5 separate regions of the Mus musculus genome follow, and regions 1, 2, 3 and 4 are each linked to region 5. Evidence: chromatin contacts called from public HiCAR-type and promoter capture Hi-C data. All regions are on one chromosome and are shown on one strand. Each heading gives the region's core, a stretch centred on a gene start, on an enhancer-like site or on the middle of the called end of the contact. The rest is flanking DNA. Distances are from core to core; before and after follow the strand shown. Region 1 holds the start of B3gnt2 (UDP-GlcNAc:betaGal beta-1,3-N-acetylglucosaminyltransferase 2). Region 2 holds the start of Zrsr1 (zinc finger (CCCH type), RNA binding motif and serine/arginine rich 1). Region 3 holds the start of Cct4 (chaperonin containing Tcp1, subunit 4 (delta)). Region 4 holds the start of Xpo1 (exportin 1). Region 5 holds the start of Aftph (aftiphilin).

What was found. HiCAR-type assays count read pairs that join an accessible place to other places. Capture Hi-C pulls out chosen DNA fragments and counts their contacts.
Region 1: a contact with region 5 is called in a promoter capture Hi-C map of adipose tissue, with 3 times the contacts expected there. The contact joins the promoter of B3gnt2 here to the promoter of Aftph in region 5.
Region 2: a contact with region 5 is called in a HiCAR-type map of astrocytes, with 4 times the contacts expected there. The contact joins the promoter of Zrsr1 here to the promoter of Aftph in region 5. A contact is called at or near these places in 3 of 39 promoter capture datasets (cranial neural crest, liver and pre-B cells), 1 of 484 Hi-C or Micro-C datasets (CD4 T cells) and 1 of 115 datasets of contacts at active chromatin or transcription factors (astrocytes).
Region 3: a contact with region 5 is called in a HiCAR-type map of astrocytes, with 5 times the contacts expected there. The contact joins the promoter of Cct4 here to the promoter of Aftph in region 5. A contact is called at or near these places in 5 of 39 promoter capture datasets (hippocampal neurons, liver, pre-B cells and 1 more), 1 of 484 Hi-C or Micro-C datasets (CD4 T cells), 2 of 115 datasets of contacts at active chromatin or transcription factors (astrocytes and embryonic forebrain) and 1 of 9 other capture datasets (liver).
Region 4: a contact with region 5 is called in a HiCAR-type map of astrocytes, with 5 times the contacts expected there. The contact joins the promoter of Xpo1 here to the promoter of Aftph in region 5. A contact is called at or near these places in 1 of 115 datasets of contacts at active chromatin or transcription factors (astrocytes) and 1 of 9 other capture datasets (liver).

The regions. Positions count from the first base shown.
Region 1 is chr11:22,858,396-22,861,095 of GRCm38.p6, forward strand. It overlaps B3gnt2 (UDP-GlcNAc:betaGal beta-1,3-N-acetylglucosaminyltransferase 2), which reads right to left and starts at 1,340. Exons shown (of 2, transcript NM_016888.5): 1 at 1,099-1,340.
Region 2 is chr11:22,970,645-22,973,344 of GRCm38.p6, forward strand. It overlaps Zrsr1 (zinc finger (CCCH type), RNA binding motif and serine/arginine rich 1), which reads left to right and starts at 1,361. Exons shown (of 1, transcript NM_011663.3): 1 at 1,361-2,700. The coding sequence starts at 2,584. The region is part of intron 1 of Commd1 (COMM domain containing 1); the gene reads right to left.
Region 3 is chr11:22,989,281-22,991,980 of GRCm38.p6, forward strand. Cct4 (chaperonin containing Tcp1, subunit 4 (delta)) reads left to right here and starts at 1,313. Exons shown (of 14, transcript NM_009837.1): 1 at 1,313-1,600. The coding sequence starts at 1,474.
Region 4 is chr11:23,254,611-23,257,310 of GRCm38.p6, forward strand. Xpo1 (exportin 1) reads left to right here and starts at 1,431. Exons shown (of 26, transcript NM_001035226.1): 1 at 1,431-1,550; 2 at 2,034-2,107.
Region 5 is chr11:20,740,300-20,742,999 of GRCm38.p6, forward strand. Aftph (aftiphilin) reads right to left here and starts at 1,257. Exons shown (of 10, transcript NM_001290545.1): 1 at 1,007-1,257. Gm46272 (predicted gene, 46272) reads left to right here and starts at 333. Exons shown (of 1, transcript NR_168691.1): 1 at 333-2,700.

The DNA of each region.
Region 1 (2,700 bases), core at 90-2,589, 2.1 Mb after region 5:
ACTTTCCGAGGCACAAAGAAGTACCCTGGAAGAACCTGTAATAACACGAAGCCCATTTTCACCCATTGGCTTCGAAACCTGGAAAAAGCTACGGCTTGGCGGGGAGCGGAGGGGGCAGAAGAACAGGTTTAATCGTTTGAAGCAGTCAAGTTGGGAGACCACAGTGGGCAGGGGAGCGAAGGCCAGCCACCCTGTATTTGGGGCAGGAGCGAACATGGGGCCAGCCCAGGTTACCCAAGTGTGCATTACTTTTCAAGATGACCTCGCACGCACTATGACACTAGAGAGGAGTCTTCAGAGCTTCCTTCCCACACAAGACCCGGGAGCTCAGAGGACCCTAGGCGAGTGCATTTGAGCAGGTGCTAGGTGTTACGTCCCCAGAAGGGTCCCAGCCCCTCAGGTGCGCCCACCTGCCAGTCGCAGGGCCAGCTCCCCAGGCAGTCCTGAGTCTAGTTAATCATTCAACGCGGGCGGCGTGGAATATTTTTTAGAGGTCAACGCGAAAGGTTCTCCTGAAGTTTCACAGAAACCAGTCTTTGGGGACCCGAAGATAACAGTGCCAGCGGATGGGGGTGAAAAGCGGCAGCCAGCGGCTCACAAACACCTGATCTGCCCCTGCGGCACCCTAGACCAGCGCAGTGCGCGGGCGGGGCAGAACACCGCCCGCGACGCTCCCCCGCCGCCCAGGCCCGCACCTCGTGCGCGGGGTACAGCGCGGCTCAGGGTGTCGCTGCCCTCTCCCTGTGGGTGCAGGAAGAGCGGAGGTCGAGCAGGTGAGAAGGTCAGGAAGGAGGTGGAGGCCGGGAGACTGGGGAGAAGGTGAGGAGGCTGTAAAGGAGGGGAGAAGGACCAGGAGGTGAGGAAGCCGGACAGGAGAACGGAGACCGGTGAGGATATCCGGGAGGTGAGGAGGCCAGGGAAATGATGTGCGGAGGCCAGGAAAGTGAGACTGGGAGCGGTGAGGGGAACCCGATGGAACGTATGCGCAGACAACGCAGGAGCCACAGAAGAGCGGCGAGAGCGCGGGGCGCCCACACCGGCCGGAACTAGCGCGGCGGGGCGGGGATGCAGGGCCGGTGCCCACCCACCCGGCCCTACCTTGTCTAGGGACACCTCCAGCTCGGCGGGGCGGGGCGGAAGACCGCGGCCGCATCCACGTCCCAGCCGCTCTTGCGGCTCAGCCCCGCGACCGCCGCCGCTCTCGCTCCATGCGCAATGCGCGGACGGGCGGCCCGGCGGGGTCTGGGCGGCTCCGGCTCGCCTCAGCTCCAGCACTTGTTGCCGCGGCGGCCGCTGAGCCTTACTCTCGGCCCCGGCTCCTGGCACCGCCGCCCCCTGCCGCGTCCCTTCGGTCCCGCCCCCGCCCGATTCTCCAATCACACGCCGCGCCACCGCGCGCGTCACCGCCGGGAAGGCCGCGCTCCCGCCCCGTGGCCCAAGTTTGGGAAAGGCCGAACTCGAACCCTCCCGCCAGTTGGCGCCCAGGTCCCGCTGGGACTGCGCCCCCGGGCCCTTCCCGAGCTCTCCGCCCCTCGTAGCACTGAGAAAACCTAAGGCTTCACTGGAGCGCGCGGTGTCCAAAGATTACAGTCTCCCCCGCTCCGCCAGGAAGTAGCCTCCCCCAGAAAAACAGCTGAGACTTGAGTCCCAAACCCTGCTGAGATCCAGGGTCTAGTGTAAACTCTTCAGCTACCAGGGCGTGGCGCTTGGTGAGAATTTGCCAGCCAGCACTGGCATGTAGCTAAGTCTAGACGGCTCCGAGTGGCTTGTGAGCGGGATCCACGAGGGGAGGTGAGAAGAGGGAAACCCAAGTGCACCTGACCTTTGCTCTCAGCGTACATAGTAGCGGCAGCCACCTAGATAGATGCCCAAGGCCTGAGGGTGGTGCCTATCTGGCCTCTTCGGACCTTCAGGTTATGAAGCCATCAAAGACACGATGAGGTCTCCACGTGGTTCCACTCGGGTCTCAGGAAGTCAAGAATGCAAGATGCGGGAGGCGCTGGGTGCGGAGTTCGCTCGGCGACTTCAGAAGTTGGGCTTAGCAAGACATCTGAACGCTGAACCCCCGTGATGCCGCTGGACTGAGCACCAACCACACCCAAGCATGGATCACGCGGGACCCGGAACGGTCCCCCACCCCCAACCCAGCGCCTCCCCAGGCTCCCCAGAGCGCTACGTGCCAAGGTGAGGCCCAGGAAAAAGCCGGGGAGACCGGATGGAGAAGTTGCTCTAGTTTGTAGAGCTGGGTGGGCCGGCCGAGTCGGCACGCCCTCAACACCGAACCTAGAGCCTGGTCCCCACAACCTGGGACGCGCTTGGAAGCTGCTTCCTCTCCCCTCCATTCTTATTGCTAAGGCCTTCGGTCGACCCTCTGGAGATAATCACACTGAGAAGTTAACACTCTACACCTGTTTGCTTTTTTTTTTTTTTTTTTTTTTTTTCAGAAGGCTGTCAGATGGAGTTAGTCAAAGGGATGCCATTGACTTTCGAGCGCTGGAGATTGAATTTCAGCCAGCTCGACCAAGACCACGAAGTCTTACTTACAGCCGCAGAAAGAAGTAAGTGCGAGTTGTTTGGGTTGAGCGCAGAGCCACGTGTGTACGGTCATCCACAAGAAGGAATTCTGAGTCAGTGGTTCTGGAAATGTTAAGATTGACAATCTGCAGACCGATCTGTTCTTATGTTTGTCACTACGTTCCC
Region 2 (2,700 bases), core at 111-2,610, 2.2 Mb after region 5:
ATGATGCGGACTGCTCTGCATATCTGGAGTGATACCTCCTAGATGAACCCTGTGGCTGGACAGTCTCCCCAGGATCCTGACCCTCAAATCAGAGACTTCTGTAAGACTGGACCTGACCTCCAGCTAAGATACATCACACAGGTGAGCACCTTGGGGATAAAGACTTAGGACCATATTTAGAAATTTAAAGTGTGAACCTTGTATGATGACCCTCAGCATAAAATATAACTTTTGCTATACACAGGTATCTACCTTCTTTCTTGTGACACAGAGGCAGGCAGAGCTTTCTTCTTAGTTAGGGTTTTACTGCTGTGAATAGACACCATGACCAAGGCAAGTCTTATAAAGGACAACATTTAACTAGGGCTGGCTTACAGATTCAGAGGTTCAGTCCATTACCATCAAGGCAGGAACACGGTAGCACACAGGCATGGTGCAGGAAGAGCTGAGAGTCTGACATCTTCATCTGAAAGCTGCTAGAAGACTAGCTTCCAGGCATCTAGGATGTGGGTCTTAAAGCCAATGACACACTTACTCCAGCAAGGCCACAGCTTCTAACAGTGCCACTCCCTATACAAACCATCACATTCTACTCCCTGGCCCCTATAGGCTTGTGCAAGCATAAGAGCCTATGGGGATCATACCTAAACATAGCATGATGCAAGGCCAGTCTAGTCTACAGAGCAAGTTCCAGGACAGCCACAGCTACACAGTAAAACCCTTGTCTCTGAAAAAACAAACAAACAAACAAACAAAAATAAAAGATTTTTTTCTTGGCTTAAACACTTGTCTGAGCAGTCTTCTCTGGTGAATACCCCACAAAACTACATTACAGAACAAATGAAAGGAATGTGTTTGCAAAAAACAAAACACATTCAATTTTTTATTCCCTTGGTTTTTCGAGACAGGGTTTCTCTGTGTAGCCCTGGCTGTCCTGGAACTCACACTGTAGACCAGGCTGGCCTCGAACTCAGAAATCCGCCTGCCTTTGCCTCCCGAGTGCTGGGATTAAAGGCGTGCGACACCACACCAGGCCCACATTCAATATTTAAAAAACAAAACAACAACAAAACCAAAACCCCTTACTTTCCACAAGAGTGAGGAGCTGAAGCCAGAAAAACGGTTTACCTGGTAAAGCCCTTGACAAACAAATATAAGAACTTAATTTCTATTCCCAGCACCCACATAAACAAGCCCGGGAAGGTGAGCTGCCAGCACCGGCATGGAGGGGTGCCCTGCAGTGAGACAAGCCTGCCCCGGCTCAGGGCTGAGCATTCTTACTGCAGGAGCACTCCCACTGCAGGGGGCGGAGACAAAAAAAGCAGTAAATCGTACTGCGCAGGCCTGCCTTTCCCGGAGTAAAGACGTAACTGCAGATTACAGGGTAACTGCGCAGATCAGACATACTGCGGATAACTGCAGATACCTGGATGACTGCGCAGGCGGACCGTACTGCAGATAACCACCCGCAACTGCGCAGGCCGGTCGGTAAGGCAGATAACCACTGTTCCAGCTGTACCATGGATAACCGGGTAACTACGTAGGCTGATCATACTACGGATAACCAGGTAACTGCGCAGGCCGGCCATGCCACGGAGGCTGGCCTTAAAGCGGATAACCGGGTAACTGCACAGGCCAGCTGTGCCATGCATAACCAGTAACTGCATAGGCTGGCCGTACCACAGATAACCACGGATACCTGGGTAACTGCGCAGGCAGGCCGTACTGCGGATAGCCAGGTAACTGCGCAGGCTGGCTGTACCACGGATAATCGCGGATAATTGGTAACTGCGGCCGCCCCACAGATAATTGGGTAACTGCGCAGGCAGGCCATACCACGGATAACTGGATAGACGGATAACTGCGCAAGCCGGCCATACCGGCCCGGCCGGGTAACTGCATGGGCAGGCCTATGTACTGCGGATAAACGGATAACCGGGTGACTGCCCAGGCAGGCCGTACTGCGGATAACTGGATAATCGGGTAACTGCGCAGACCATCCGTACCTCCGAAAACTGGGTAACTGCGCAGGCCTACCACGGATAAGTGGGTAACTGCGTGGGATAACTGGATAATCGGGTCACTGCGCAGGCAGGCTGTGCCACGGATAACCGGACAACCGGGTAACTGCACGGATAGGCTTTATCACGGGTAACTGGATAACCGGGTAATTGCGCAGGCTGGCAGTACCACGGATAACCGGATAACTGCGCAGGCAGGCCTACGTACTGCGGATAACCGAGTGACTGCGCAGGTAGGCGGTACAGCCCACATTCCAACGCAAACACTGGCCTTCGACTGCGCATGCGCACATTCAACTACTGGTTGCTGCATTGCGCAAACACGCCGGTGACTCAGCTGGTTCAAGCTTTCTAGGCTGGTGGAAAGGAAAGTCAACTGGGCTGAATGGTGCCACCCTGAAGTTGCTGTCCAGGAAGGTAACGAACATTAAACAGCAGAACAACTTAGCAGCGGGCGACATTTTCAATCCACAGCGTGAGAAAAAGAGATTATCGCGAGATCCGGGAAGAGCCCCCCCCCCCCCCCCCCCCCCCCCCCCCCCCCCCCCCGCTCTGCGGTAAAATGGCATCACGGCAGACCGCGATTCCTGAGAAACTCAGCCGAAAACAATACAAGGCGGCAATGAAGAAGGAGAAACGCAAGAAACGTCGGCAGAAAATGGCTCGGCTGAGAGCTCTG
Region 3 (2,700 bases), core at 63-2,562, 2.2 Mb after region 5:
AGAGGGAAGAGTTTTGAGGGGTTTTATGGTTCTAGGACTTCATGATCACTGGGAAGCACAGCAGGGAAGCTTCACAACAGGTAGGCATGGAGAAGGGAGAGCTCACATCTCATATTGTGAAGAGGAAGCAGAGCACAAACTGGCTGGTAGCTTTTGAAACAAACTCAGCCTCCAGTGATATACTTACTCCAGCAAGGCTACACCTCCTAAGCTTCTCCAATCAGAGCTACCCACTGGGGACCAAGTATTTGAATGTCTAAAACTAGGGGAGACATCTCAAATCACCACAGTACCAGTACCTGTTCTCTTCATATAAGTCAGCTGTCTCAACAACCATAGAATATTTGTGTGCTTCGAGGGAGGGGTAAACTGGTCTTTGAAAAAGACGTGTCCCCCAAGGGGAGGCTTGAAAAGTTCATCTTAGTCTTAATAGAGTGAATGAATGTAAATGCTTCTCATAATTACAGGACTAAGTCCATGAAACAATTGTTCGTTAACCTACCGCAGGCATCTGGCACCTTATGGCTCTCAATTATTAACTGTGAACTACCACTGAATGAGTATTACCTATATAAACTCTGGTGGTCAATGATCATGATTATAGAAACCTTGGAAGTTTACCTAAGGACAGAGTCCTGGCTCTGTACTGGCTTCCACTGCCTTACTGGTTGACCTTGGGCTTTAGCTTCATCATCCTTTAAGTCTAGACGATGACACCTATTTCATGGGATTATGAGGATTAGTGTGGGGGTGGGGTGGGGGGGGTAAAGAGTGTAAAGATTTCACACTTTGCTCAGCAGATAACTATTAATCAGTTATTAGAATGTTTATGTTCCCTAAGAGTCAGTGGTTATGTTTATGGAAGAGGTCTTAACTAGAAGGCAGACTGGATTTGATAGGCAGTCACCGCCCCACAACTATTACGATTCTGTGCCGTCTAACTAGTGTATTTAAATCCCTAGGCAGTCAAAATATATACAAAAGGGAGGAAACTATTCATGGCACATCTCTCCTCCAACACCTTTACAAAGTGAATAAACTAGGAATAGAATTTGGAATTTAGACATGGATGTCCGTAAAAGGCCGGTTGCACCACACCCACTCCGGAACAAAGCCAGAGCTGTCACAGCTTCCTCAACAGCACTAGCAGAAGCTAAAGGCTCGGGTCCATCTAGAACGGCCACAGCCACGCCTATAAAACCTCCCGCTCCATCTCAGGCACAGGGAGGGGTGGACAGTCCGTAGCCACATCTCCGCGCGCAAGCTGCGCAGCCGGCGTGCGGCAGACAGCCCCTGACGTCACACCCGCGCCGGCTCTCCAGCAGGCCCCTTGCTCGGCTTCCGCCTTCTCTCCCGGCGTCGCTTTCTGGAAGGTTCGTGGAGGAGGCGGTCAGGGAGACCGTTACTCCACAGCAAGCCGGAATCCGTGTCCATCCGTCCTCCTGAACCCGCGCAGACGCCACCAAGGTCGCCATGCCGGAGAACGTAGCTTCCCGAAGCGGGGCGCCCACCGCCGGGCCCGGCAGCCGCGGGAAAAGCGCCTACCAGGACCGCGACAAGCCAGCCCAGATCCGCTTCAGCAATATTTCCGCGGCCAAAGGTATCACCCGGTCGCCGGCCCGCCTCCGGCGGAACGGCCCAGCCTCGCTGTGACCTTGGCCCTGGGTGGGTTGTGTTCCTTCAAGGTGGTCTCGTTTGCAGCTTTCTGCTAAGCACTCGGAGCGTGGAGGCCTCGGACACGCCCCATTGTGGGACGCCGAGCTCCTTAGTTCGTCTCCTGCAGGCATGGGCGGTGTTGGTCACATTGGCGCAGACAGCCGTTTAAAATACTGAAAGCAATGATCCTTGAGATCTGACTCTTAAGAACTAAAGCTTGGCTGTTTATCAAACCTAGTGGTAGACGACACAGTATTTTGAGCTTTCAAATAAAATTCATTTTACTTTTTCAACATTTTCAAAAAAAGTTCATTTAACTTATGAACGTTCTTTGGCTCCGTAGTACTAATCGGATAGTCACTATAAATTCCCTTAAACTGGCAGGTGGGCGACATAGGGTTGTAAAAGCACGTGGTGAAAACCAGACAGGCCGAGTTTTATTCTCAGTATGTGCTATTTGACGCGTCTGACGTCTAAAGCAACAAAGCCTTAAGAGATACTGCCAGGGTTTATTTGGGTTGGAGACAAAGATGCATGATTTGGGAAGTGGACGGGGTGTTGTTTTATCTTCTGAAGGTCCTAGGATCCAAGAAACTCTTGACTTCGCAGTGCAGCTGTAAGTTGGGTGAGGTGACAGTTGATTTGCAGGGTTGCTGGGAGGATTAAATGTGAAAGTGTATGAAGTAAACCTGACAAGTACTGCAGTCACCAGTCCAGGTGACTGGAATGTGTTGGTGCTGTGAGGTGTGTGCGCAGGATGGGCCTTAAGGAGTTGGAGACGCCAAGCTGACCAGGTGCTCCATGTGAGAGTCTTTTGGAAGTTTGGAGTGAATACCTGACACCTGGAAGTTTATTGAGTTCATTAATTACGTTTGTGGTAGTGGAGTCATTGGGATGTTGAAAGATGAATTCTAGAGTCAGATGAGTGACCAAGAGAGTGTACACTCTATTAAGAAATGAGTTTACTTCAGGCAACCATCTTAGCTAGGGTTTCTATTATTGTGAAAACACAGGTTATGTGGATTTAGTTATTAATTTATGTAT
Region 4 (2,700 bases), core at 181-2,680, 2.5 Mb after region 5:
GATAGGGTTCTCTTTGTAGTTCTGGCTGTCCTGGAGCTTGCTCTGTAGTCCAGGCTTGTTTGAATTCAAGAGATCTGCCTGCCTCTGCCTCTGTCACCACCACCCAACTGCTGGTTGTTTTAAGCAACCCTAATCAGCAAAACTGACCTGGCACTTGGGAGCCATGGGTTAACCTAGGGGCGTGGCATAATAAGGGCACGCACCAAGTTAAAAGAAGTTGGCACAAAATCTGTCTATACGCATTGTTAAGTTAGCAACAGGATTTTCAATGTGTTAGGACTAATTTTTAGAAATAACTTCTTGTTGAAGCAGTCTGGGGAGAGTTAATTTTTTGTTGTTGTTTTTTTTCGAGACAGGGTTTCTCTGTGTAGCCCTGGCTGTCCTCGAGCTCACTCTGTAGACCAGGCTGGCCTCGAACTCAGAAATCCCTGTCTCTGCCTTCCAAGTGCTGGGATTAAGGGCATGCGCCACCTCTGCCCGGTAGAGAGTTAAATTTTTAAGGAGGCTCGTCCAATAACTAACTAGACAACCGTTTCCAGGCGCCCAAACTGCACGCCCGTTTATGCCAACCTCGGCCCGTGCTATTCACGTTCCCATGCGGTGCCCAAACCCAGGCCTCTACAACGGATCCAAGGCCCAGGGCCTACCATCCGGCACCTATGTGTTCTTTTCGGTCCTTCGCGGCCGTCTATTTCCATGTAGAAACAGGGTGTGCCCTCCCTTTTCCGAGCACAGACCCCATCCTAAGGGCGGATGCTGGGGCCCCAGGACGAGGCCCCTGAGGTTGGCGGGAGCTCGAGGGGGCGGGCCGCCAGGGAACGGGGAGGGGGGGAAAGCAGAAAGACGAGCAACGCGCGCGGCGCTCAAACCCGCGCTGCCTTCTGCTCACGGGCGAACCCCACCCTCTCCGTCACCAAAGGCGCCCAGCCAATGGGCGAGCCGGAAAGGCCGGGCTTACAAGCGAGGGACCGAGAGGGGGAGCCACTCGAGGGGAAAGGGATGTAGAAGGCGGGCTGCACTTGACTGACAGCTCACTCAAGCCAATCCTCTGTGAGGCTTCTCCGCTCTCCTCTTTGCTGGGCTCTGTTCGACGTCCCACCTTCTCTTCCTCCACCCCCCCCTCACTCCTTTGCGTCCCGCCCCGCCTCCCCTCCCCCACTCTGCGGGCAAATCACTGCTGGAAAGAGGCGGGGGCCTAAGCGGCAGGCTCGTGTGGAGCCTTGAGGTGGGATTGACGGGCGCTCCGACCAATAAGAGGTAGGCTGATGGCGCGGCTGTGGCCGGGGCCGACCAATGGGCGCGCGGCCTGGGGGCGGAGGCCCAGGTTCCAAACGCTCCGCGGCGCCATGGGCTGAAAACTCAACCGAGATGGAATCTCCCAGTCTGAACCGGTTTCAACCGGTTCCGAGTTTGAGGCACTAGGAGGAGGGGGAGAAGCGGCTGCAGCGGCCGCGGCAGGAGCAGCGGGAGCTTCAGCATCAGCAAGAGCAACAGTAGCTACAGCCCCGGCGGCCGTGCCTGTTCCAGCCTTTGCTGCAGCAGTCGTGCAACCATCCCGAGGGGGAGGGGGGAGGCACCAGTCGCTGAGGAGCACGCGAAGGGGGGAAAGTTTAGGCTAGCTCGGGTGGGGGGGCCCGGCGCCGGAGCGGCGTGAGCGAGGGAGCCCTGTGTGGTAGGGGGAGCCGGACTGCAACTGGCGGCAGAGCGGCCCCGGCCGTACGGACTCGCGCTGCTGCTCCCGCCGCCGCCTGTGGCTGGAGGGTCCTGGGCTCTGTCTCACGGACTGGCCCGCTCCCCTCCCCCTTCCTTCCCTCCCCAGCCGGGCGGGAGCATTTATTTCTCGGATTAATTCCCCTTTTTGGTGGGGCGCGTGTGTGTGCGTGCGCGCGTGTGTGTGCGTGAGTGTGTGTTGGGTGGAGTTGTCCCTAGAATAGTAAATACTGAGCTTTTTTTTTTTTTTTTGCCCTTCTCTGCTTTTTAATTTCTTTTTTGTTTAAGGTGGGAAAACTGTGAAACCCACCTTGATTTCCTCCCCTCTCCCTCCTCCCCACCTTCCCTCGCCCCAAGCCCGGACAAGGAAGGAAGAAGCAGTTGGTTGAATTTCTGGGTAAGTCGGTCGTGTGCTCGGGGCCGAGGGTCGGGCGGCGGCGGCGCGGCGGGCATGAGGCGAGGCGGGCGGCGGGCGCGGGGCCCTCGGCGGAGCCTGAGATTGAATGGAAGCGCTTCTGTCGCTCGGTGATGGAGGTGGGGAGGCGGCCGCGGGAGGGGAGCGCTTGCTGGGTCATCTTCGTGTGCGGGTGGCGGTGGAGGAAGGCGAGGAGCGTGGTAGTGAGGCTGAGCCCCTGCGCGTGGGTGGAAGGGCTTCCCCAGTCCAAAGGGCTGGGGAGAGTCGGGGGTGATTTCGGGAACGTCTCTGTAAATTATTAGGAGTGGAAGTTTCCAGAAATATTTAGTGCAGCAGCATTGAAACGTCCGCCTGCATCACGTGGCCCCCTCGGTGGAGAGCTTGGGATGGGGGAGGGAGGGGCTACCGAGTCCCTTCTTATGTGAAGAAACTCGAAAGCCTTGTGGGTGATTTTTGTTGTTGTTGGTTTTGTGAGTGTGTGTATAACAAGAAGTAGGAAAGAGGAGTTAATTTCTTTTTTTCGGGGGCCTGCAGTTGGGGTTCCGTGTTGTAGGTTGTTTTCGCCCGGGGCATAT
Region 5 (2,700 bases), core at 7-2,506:
TAGGCTGCTTATATCAACGCATTAGAGTTGAAGCAGAGTTCCCCCTAGAGTTTAGTATATATTTCTCTAATAGTTCAACAAATGTAAAATCTGATTTGAACCTTTCCAAAGTTCCTATCCCCACCACTATCCCCCCCCCGCAAAAAAAACACCTCGTGAAAGATATTTATGCCCTGAAGTTTGAGTAAAGTTTTACTTCTTTTAGTAAGAACTCTGAAACAGAACCAACGCTCCTTTGACGCTCCCTGCCCCCTCCCCGTTAATATTTACATGTATGAGTCAGTTCTTTCCTCAACCGCAACAGATTCAGATTCAGAGGGACATCACGCTATAACTTGAATAAACCAACAAGGTGGGGGCGGTAGGAAGCACAACTAGTCTCCGTTTCCAAAGGGAAAAAGAACCCACCACCGTTCACCCTCTGTCCCCGGCAGCACCTGCCACGTCGGGAGCTTAAAGAATAATGGCTCAACTTTCGGACGCAAGGAGGGAGAAGACACAGATAATTTCCTGAGGAGTGCCTAAAAGGTCCTCTCCGCAAGGGACACAGCTCTGGGCCGTCTCTGTCCGTTGGAGCATTCAGAGACCCTTCGAGGCGGCACAGTCCTGCAGCAGCCGGCCTCGGGCCTCCGCGAGGCAGACAGTGTTTACACCTGTCACGAGGGAGGTGGGAGCAGGAGGACGCCGGAGCGGAGCCCCAAACTTCTACACAGCGGCCGGGAGGGAACCCCGGCGCGCAGCTCGGGGCGGGTGGACGGCGAGAGGCAGGGCGGGCCACGGCGGCCGGGAGGGCACGGCTGGCTCTCCTCGGCCGAGCCTGGGATGCCGAGCGCCGTGCCACTCGGCTTCGGGCGCTGCCAGCGGCGTTCCGCACCCGCGGAGAAGAGCAGAGCCCGCGCCGGAGCTCGCAGGCCCGCACGCGGGCCGACGCGGGCAGGCGCTCCAGGCCGGGGCGACTAGCCGGGCCGGGTCCTCCGCACCCCGGGAGCGCGGCGGCAGCACTCACCTGGCTCGTCCCGGGCGGCCGCGATGGGCATGGCTCGGCGGCCCGGGGAGGAACTGGCTCCCCGGGGAAGGACCGGTTACTCGGACGCTGAGCTGGTGAGGGCGGAAGGGGAGCTGTTCCCAGCCCTGTCAGCGGCGCGGCGCCATGGACGCCCACCCGGAGTTTCAGCGCTGCCGCGGGACCCCCATCCCACTACCCTCCGCCCTCTTCCGCCGCCGCCGCCGCCTCCGCCTCCTCCTCCTCCGCGGAGACCCCCGCCCACTCCACACACTCTCCCATCATGCAGCGGGGAACCGCTGCTGTCCATACGTCACTTCCGGGCGCAGGTGGCTAGGTCGGGGCCGGGCGCTGGTGGGTGCCGGGGTGGGGGAGGACACTCCAGGGGAATTAGTGTCACAGACTTCTTACTTCTGCGCAGGCGCCGTCGTGTGGAACGACGTTCGCCATTTTGGTTGCGGGCAAACGGTCTTTTTTCCGTACTCACTGAAGTGTGGGCTGGGGACGTCCTCCCTCCCCTCCCGACCCTCTGAGGCAGCGCTCCGGGCCACAGACCTGAGCTTCTCTCCGCCCAGTACTTTCCCGATGAGCCGGGGAGAGGGTTAAGTTCCGCCTTGGAATAAAACTGCAGACGTATGGAAATACGGAACCAGATCTCTGCTGAAAAACCGGCTGGACAACATTCAGCAGCTTGTCCTTTTTGCCCGGAATAAAAGACTTTCATTCCCTTCCCTTTTTATGTAAGCCAACAAAAGAGGAAGCTGTTATTTAACAAACGAGAAGTGATTGTCCTACTTAAGACGAGAAGTCAGCAGGCAAACTAACAAATGGTCTTCTACAAAAATCAGTCCAGAATTGTGTTGGTGTTTGGAGAAGATGATCATTTTCATACATCTTTCCAATCAACTTGTGCATTTGAGCGATTCTATACAATAGAGGTCATAAGAGGTTTTTGTTTCCATCGGTTCCTGAGCAATTGGTCTTTTTTTAATAACATCTCCCCGTCCTTTATTATGACTCTGTTAGAAACCATTCCACTGTAAAACTCAGACAAAGCTGCAGGATTTTTATTCCTGTCTCAGACGGTGAACCCTGGACTCTACCCTACAAACCCTGAGCCCTGCCGGGTTCTCTTTCTGCCCACGCTGAATTATTTAAAATAGTTCCCAAACCGCAAAGCTCAGCAGTAACCGAAAGGAACAAGGACTGAAAACACCCGTCATCTCAGAGAACTGTCTAGCCCTTTGACTGGAGGAATTACACACGTTGAAAAAGATAAGGACAATAGCAATTCATCATGGTTTATCCTGCCTCTGCAATGTTCTAGACAAATTAACTTGAAGAACTAAAATAGACCCTCATTTGTCTCCTCACAATTCAGTCATTGCAAGATAACAGAGACTGCATTGCTGCTTTGTGGTTATGCTGAATATTTTTGTTATTGGCCAGTCACTGAAGTGAGAAAAATCTATATGGCTTGTCAAATTTATTCCTTTTGTATTTCGCCCCCTGCTGGTGTAGCTCGTGTGCAAATTAAAAAAAAAAAGTATGTCACTGTAAAACATGTTTATTGTCTGAGAATGAAAGTAAAAAAAAATGCGTGTAAAACTGAAAATTAATTTATTTCAGACAAACATATGTTTGTTTTCACTTGATAAATCTACCAAATAAGTACTGACTAAGATCCGAAGGAAACG